2 separate regions of the Mus musculus genome follow, and region 1 is linked to region 2. The links are chromatin contacts, called in public HiChIP or PLAC-seq maps. All regions are on one chromosome and are shown on one strand. The core of a region is the stretch at or near the end of the contact, and the rest is flanking DNA. Distances in the headings are between cores, read along the strand shown. Region 1 holds the start of Fam32a (family with sequence similarity 32, member A). Region 2 holds the start of Nr2f6 (nuclear receptor subfamily 2, group F, member 6).

Region 1 (3,507 bases), core at 918-3,417, 840 kb after region 2:
CGCACAGAGACACTCTTAAAGCCAGAAAGAAAGTCTTTATTGTTGGCCAGAGGCTGCCTGGTGAACTTCCCATGTTGTGCATCCCCAAGGCTCACAGTTCTTTGTATTTAATGCACAAAAATCACGTCCTGGTTGAGATACTTTAGTTAGCAATAATAGCAAGAAGCAGAAGTGAAAGGCAAGGTTAGTATATTTAGGGACTTTCCTGGATTCTGGAACTATGGACTAGATTTTTGATGGATTAGATCTTTGTTCCCATTTTTGCAGGTTTTGGTCCTGGGTTTTAAGGTCAGAATGGTGCTCTCAATGTGGTTCTGGAGTCTGATTTTATATATATTTAGCCATGGAAGCTAGGGTGGTTCCCAAGCTATGGTCCAGCTAGAGTCCGACAATTCAATAATTGTTTACTCCACAATGCTAAATGTCTTGGCTGGTCTTCAGTATATGCTGGAATCCCAAAGAAGCAGGCTCTAATGTCAGTGAAAGTACAGAATGCACTATAAAAAGCTAGGGCAAACATGCATCAGCTGCCAGAAAAAAGTGTGTCCCAAATTAAAAGTGGATTTTTCCATCTCAAATGATCTGGATTAAAATTGGATCTTCCCATTTTAAATGATTTACTTAGAAAAAAATCAACACTTTTATTGAGTTTTATTTAATTCAAGATGTAGTCAAGCTGTAAACCAAGAATAGCCATCAGATATAGAATAATAAGTGAGCCTGGTGTAGTGGCTCAGGCTTAACATCCAGAACTAAGGGAGTCACAAGCTTCGGGGCTGTGTAAGGAGAGCCTCGCACACAGAGAGAGCCTCTCACAGAACAGCAGTAGGGGCCTGATTCCCTGGACACACAGTGGAAGGAGCAAAGCAGCTCCCACAGTTGTGCTCTGACCTCTACTTGCTCTACACAGCACACAAATAAATAAATGTAACCTCCCCACTCCCCAAAATTGCTATAGAAAAAAAAAAATCCCAGCACATCTGTGATCCCAGTAGTTGGGAAGTAAGGTTGCTGGGCATGGTGGCACGCACCTTTAAACTCAGCCCTTGGGAGGCAGAGGCAGGTGGATATCCCTGAATTCACAACAGCATAGCCTACATAAGGAGTACAAGGACAGCCAAGGCTACACAGTGAGACCCTGTCTCAAAACAAACAAACAACCAAAAAGACAGTTTAATCATCTGCTACATAGCAAGCCTGTCCTCTATAAAACATCAACAAGACAAGCTAGGGCAGTGGCACACACCTGCAGTTCCAGTTTTCTGCATGCTCAGTCAGAACTGCAGCAAGCTAGAGGTCAGAGCAGTCTACACAGCAAATTCCACGTTTATCAGACTCATTTAGTGTCATGACACTTCTGCCCTCAAACTCACAGAAAAATAATTGTGACCATTGAGATGACTCAGCAGACAAAGGATCTTCGTCTATAAATATGACCACATCAGTCTGATTCCCAGGAACCCACAGCATAAGGCCTGAGAGTACTGCAAAGTGTCCTCTGTACTCCACGTGTGCTCTGGCACGTGTGTACACACACTCACATACACGTATACAGGTAACTAACTTTTAATGTAATTTTAAAGATTTATTCTTTCTTTTTTTTTTTAAGATTTATTTATTATTATATGTAAGTACATTGTAGCTGTCTTCAGACACACCAGAAGAGGGAGTCAGATCTTGTTACGGATGGTTGTGAGCCACCATGTGGTTGCTGGGATTTGAACTCTGGACCTTCGGAAGAGCAGTCGGGTGCTCTTACCCACTGAGCCATCTCACCAGCCCCAGATTTATTCTTTCTTATTACTTATTTCGAGACACAGTCTTTAGTTCTGGCTGACCTGAAGTCACTACATAAAACACGCTGAATCCAGAGATCCAGAGATCCTCCTGTCTCTGTCTCTGGAGTTCTGGGTAATTGTAATTTTCTAAATTGGAAAAAAAGTAATTAAGTAAATAATGCCACAAAGCAAAAGTGGATGCCCATAAAGTCAGAAATGGACGCCCAAATACGAAGTGTGTCTTTAGGCGAGCTATGTTGTTGGACAGTTGCCAAGACTACCCGAGACCGGAAGTGTGCACTTACTCTGAACCCTGAGGACGCGTGCGTCCTAGCTGACCAATCAGAAGGAAGCGAGGAGGGTTTCGGCCGGAAGTACTGTATGCAAACAGGAAGTGTGGCGGAGTTCCCGGGGCACGGCTTGCGAGCGCTATGGAGGCCTACGAGCAAGTCCAGAAGGGCCCCCTGAAGCTGAAAGGCGTGGCAGAGCTCGGCGTGACAAAGCGGTGAGGCCCGGGAGCCCGCGGTCTGTCCCTGAGGGCCGACCCCCAGCTCCGGCCCCTCTTACCGTCCCCCTCTCTCTCAGGAAGAAGAAGAAGAAAGACAAAGACAAGGCCAAGATGCTGGAGGCCATGGGGACGAGCAAGAAGAGCGAGGAGGAGAAAAGGCGCTGCCTGGACAAGCGCACGCCGGCGCAGGCAGCCTTCGAAAAGATGCAGGAGAAGCGGGTGAGGCAGGGGCAGAACAGGCCGGCTCCAACTGCCCGTGTAGCCCAGGCCTTCTCCCAACTCCTGGTAGCCTGGTAGCCCTGCCTAAAGTGGTCTTCTTGTGAACTGGGAAGACAGATGTCATCAGCTCTTAATGCTAGCCAAGTTCATTGTTCTTAAGTTACCACAAAGTCTGTTTCCATGACAACTCGCTTTCCTAGCTTCAAATGTACTTTTGTTATTTGAAGGTTGTGTGTGTGTGTGGATGGAACCCAGGCTCTTCTGTAACTCTCTATGTAGGCTGCAGTTGGCCCTGAACTACTGCCTCAGCTTTTTAGTTCCTGGAGAGGCTAGCATGGCCCACAAGGCCATACTAGTTATTTTGGGTGTTTGTTTGTTTGTTTAGTTTGCTTTGAGACAGGTTTCTTTATGTAGCCTTGGTTGTCCTGGCACTATCTCTGTAGACTTGAACTTCTAGGATGCAGTGTTACAATGTGATATCCCTGTTGAGAAAACCCAGGAAGGCACCTTCTCCATCTAACAAAGGGCATCAATTATGTATTGGAACTCCCACAGAGTTTCTGGGATGTGTGGGTCACCTTGCTGTCTCCCAGCCAATTGTGTTCTCTGGTCTGGTATAGCCTGTACTTCAGTGGAGTGTTTTGTTTTGTTTTTTTGCCTCTGCAATTGAATAACGACATGGGCTGGCTGGCTACGGTCTTGTGGCCCTTCTGGGCACCCTAATTGGACAACTTGATACAAACTAGAGTCCCCTAGGGTCTGCCACCCCTTCCTGCTGTCGTTGGTAGCTCTGGTCCTGAGTGGAAGACTTTATTTATTATGTATGCAGTGTTCTGCCTGCATATATGCCTGCAAACCAGAAGAGGGCACCAGGCCTCATTATAGATGGTTGTGAGCCACCATGTGGGCTGGGACTTGAACTCAGGACCTCTAAGAGAGCAGTCAGTGCTCTTAACCTCTGAGCCATCTCTCCAGCCCTGGGTGGAAGACCGTTGGAAATTT
Region 2 (3,744 bases), core at 611-3,110:
TGGGAAACGGGGCTGCCTGCCCTGTTCTGAGGCCCTGCACGATCCTGGGGAATGCAAAGTCTGCTGCATGCATGGATAGAAAGTGCTCTACAACCCCTGGCCTGGACAGCCAACCTCTTTTTCGAGGGGCTTTCTGTCCCCTAAGGCAGCCAGTAAGCAAGACCACGCCCTGCATGGCCCTGTAGAGGGGTCCCCACCAGACGGCATCTCCCACGGGTACTTCACTCTTAAGAGTCGTCCCGAAGTTTAAGGTCTCATCCCGGAGCCCCAAAGCTGAACCAACCCGGGAGTGGGGGTGCGGTCAATTCCGGTGGCCTTGCTGGCCCTCCAGCGGCGGCTTCCGGTGACCCAGAACCTAAGGGGTACCCCTCTGATGGACAGGCACAGACCCTCGTGCATGCAGTCCCCCGATTCCCGTGAAGGCAGCCATTCCGAGACACCCACCCGGGAGTCTCTCCAGCTACCCATGCAAGGGCGACTTTGGAAGTGATATTTGACCCAAGGGCGCGCCGGATCGATCCGCGCGGCCGCAGACAATGGCCCCTGGACGCCGCCAGCCCCGCGGTGCGACTTGCACCTCTGATTCCCGCGAGGCACCACGCGTGACGGGCCCCCACGAGAAAGGGGGCACTGGGGGCTGGAAAGAGGGTCCTCACTCCTGACAGCACTCCCGAGCCCTCCCTGTCTAGCAGAACCAGCTCTCTCCAGAGCAGGAGGACAAGAGCAAAGACCACCTGCGCGGGGGAGGAGAGGGGGAGCACCTGCACGCATGTATCACCAACTCCACTAGGGCCGAACCCGTGGTCTGGGGCAGGAATGCGGGTGTGGGGAAGGTCAGCGCCAGGCCCAAGGTGACCGAGCAGGTCCGGGCCAGCTCGGTGGCCGCGCGTGGGGCTCACCGGCAGGTGTAGCTGAGATTGCGGCGGATGCTGCGCTTGAAGAAACTCTTGCAGCCCTCGCAGGTGAACACGCCGTAATGCTTTCCACTGGACTTGTCCCCGCACACCACGCAGTCCACCTGCAACCCCGGACGCTCCTCGTCGCCCGGCTCCGCGTCGCTGGTCGCCCCGGGAGGTGACGCCGAATCGTCCTCGGTCGCGCGTGGGTAGCTCCCACCAGCCTTGTCCACGCCGTTCGTGTCGCCTCCGGGGTCGCCCCAGCCACCGGTCACCATGGCCATAGCCCCGGAGACAGCGGGGCCGGTACGCCCCGGGACGAGTCCGTCCCCTCTGGGCACGCCTGGCGACCCGAGAGGGACCCGGCTACCCCGGGCGCATGCAGCCCGCGCTCTCGGGGGGCTCCGGTCGCACACCCCCCTGAAAAAAGTTTTGCGGCAACTTCCTGCGGCCGGTCCGCGCGCCAGGCAGGAACTGGTCGGGCCGGTTCCAGGCCAACTTTCCCACGCGTGCCCGCGGTCGACGGGGGCGCGCTAGAGGCGCGAGTCTGGGGCGCCCAGGTCCCGTGGTCCGGAGTCCTGGGGACCCGGTAGCGTCGCGGGGGCCATGGCCCGGCCCCGCCGCCCAGGCCAACTTAGTGGCTCACCATCCGAGCGCGCGCGGGCGCCCCCGAGCCCGGGGGGAAACTTTGGCCGCAAGTTACGCGGCGAGGGGGGAGGGGCGGCGGGAGCGCGCGTCGGAGACCCGGAGTCCCGCACGCCGCGCGCGCCCGGCCGTAATCGCAGAGGTCCAGGCGATAGAGCTGAGTGGAGAGTGCGACCCGCGGCCTTCCCTGGATCGTCTCCCCGCCGAGCGCTCGCGCGGCCGGCCTCGGCCTGCGCCTGGGCCCGAGCCTCGGCCTCGCCCTGGCGCTCGCCGCCGGCCCCGCGCTGCGGCCGGCCTGACACCCGCGTTCCATCGGCGCCGGCGGGGGCGGGGCGGGGGCGCGCGGCGCGGCCGGGGGCGGGCGCTCGTTGCCCCGGCGACGGCCGCCCTTATAAGGGCATGGGGTAGCCGCGCGCCGCCCGGAGCCGTGGGCCGGCGAGAGGGCGGGGCGGGGCGCGCAGCTGACCCTCCCCCACGCGGCCGCGCAGCCTTAACCCCTGCGAGTCCTGTCGGGGCATCGGGGAGCTCCGCGCGGCTCCCGGCAGCCGCGCCCCCCGGGGACATCTGCAGGGGGCACGCCCCCGCCGCTCAGGCGCGCGCCCCGCTTTGCTCTGCGCGGCTGCCAGCTGGAGCGGCCCCCTCCTCCCCAAAGTCTCCGCGGCCCGCCCCCGCCTCCGCCTCCGCCTCGCGCTCCGCTCCGGTGAACACCTGGTGTCCGGAGTCTGGGGGTGGGCGTCCGCGCTGTTAGGTCAAGGGGTCCCCCTCTCTCCTTTCAGGCTTCAAGGGTGGGAGAGGCTGGGCGTCAGTCGCCTCTCCGGCCGGAAGGCGTGCCAGTCCCGGGCTGTTGTCCGGGTCTCTCTTCATTTCCTTTCCTTTTTTTTTTTTTCTTCTTCTTCACAGAAAGGGTTTGGCCTGGTGACCGGCTGGGCCACAGATGTCTAGCCCCCCTCCCGTCCAGCCCCCCACGCCTAGAGCCTCCCAGCTGCCGCCACGCCCCTGCCCCCTCCAATTCTACTGGAGCAAGCATTTATTAAGCACCCTTTGTATGCAGGACCCCCCAGGGCACGGATTTATTAAGCTCCCTTCACATTTGAGGCCTAGATGGGATTGAGGCCTGACTCTAGGTCTGTTAACGTTTAACAGAGGGAAAAGTCCCTCTTGGGGTGACCTTTCACCCCTGAGTCAGAGTTCTGACGGCCAGGCCTGTTCTGCCTCCTATGCAGGCCTGGGTCCAGTATAGACACACCAGAGAACGCGGCCAACCTGGACAAGGTGCCCTCCCTTCTGTGCCTTGTGAAAATCATCCCACAAGATGAGCCCTCACATAAGGGGACTTAAAGGAACTGAGGTTCAGGTTTCCGCTAGCCATGTACACCCAGCCCTGTGCTGTTGGGTACCTAGAAGAATCCACCTGGATACCTTGTGAAAATACAAATACAGAAATCAGGAAGAACTAGAATCAGACTGGAGCAAGGACTTCCCAGGAATCTGATTAGAATCGACCCTGCTTTAGTGGTGACAAATCCTGGGTGACCCAGAAGATAAATCAGTTTAGGAGTCATAGTTGGTTGTTTGGGATGAGAACAGTCCTAGATTGGACTATTCTCGAGTCCTTGGTGCCAGTATCTCAGGAGAGGGTTGAAAGGGTTAAGGGCCAGAGGGCCAGAGAGAGGGCTTAGGAGGAAGAAAGGCTCTGGAAGAGGGGGCTGAGTCACAGAAGTTCAAATAAACAAGGATTTTGGGAGACTAGTCTCAGTGAGGGGCCCAAAGGGAAGAGATAGTTTCAGAGGGGTATAGCCCTGTCCCAGTGGCGCTGCCACTCTTGGCCCCCTAACCTTTGGGACCCAACCGCCTCACCCCGCCCCCATAACCCCTGCCCGTGGCCCCGAGGTGACATTTGACCTTGTGGTTGTGGAGGACCTAGGGACAAAGACACTGGGCCCATCTGCTGCTGGGACGCCCGTGGGAACTGCCAGATACTGTCGGGGCTGCCTGGGAATCAGCCCTGCACGGCTCCCACCCCCAGCAGGTGACCTTGGCTGACCAAAAAAACCGATCTGCTGGCTAAAGGTTAAAATGGCTTGGGCCGGCTAGAAGGGCAAAGGTGCTTGCCTGAATTCGATTCTGGGCACTGCATGATAGGGACCCTGGAGACTTGTAGGGCGTGAAAGAAGGAAGCAATCCTCTTCCACCCCCCAGGCCC

The links. HiChIP or PLAC-seq counts read pairs in DNA pulled down with a chosen protein or histone mark.
Region 1: a contact with region 2 is called in an HNF4G HiChIP or PLAC-seq map of pancreatic cancer cells. The contact joins the promoter of Fam32a here to the promoter of Nr2f6 in region 2. A contact is called at or near these places in 1 of 115 datasets of contacts at active chromatin or transcription factors (pancreatic cancer cells) and 1 of 9 other capture datasets (liver).

Annotation. Positions count from the first base shown.
Region 1 is chr8:72,217,578-72,221,084 of GRCm38.p6, forward strand. Fam32a (family with sequence similarity 32, member A) reads left to right here and starts at 2,168. Exons shown (of 4, transcript NM_026455.5): 1 at 2,168-2,283; 2 at 2,364-2,505. The coding sequence starts at 2,210.
Region 2 is chr8:71,380,092-71,383,835 of GRCm38.p6, forward strand. It overlaps Nr2f6 (nuclear receptor subfamily 2, group F, member 6), which reads right to left and starts at 1,861. Exons shown (of 4, transcript NM_010150.2): 1 at 900-1,861. The coding sequence starts at 1,180.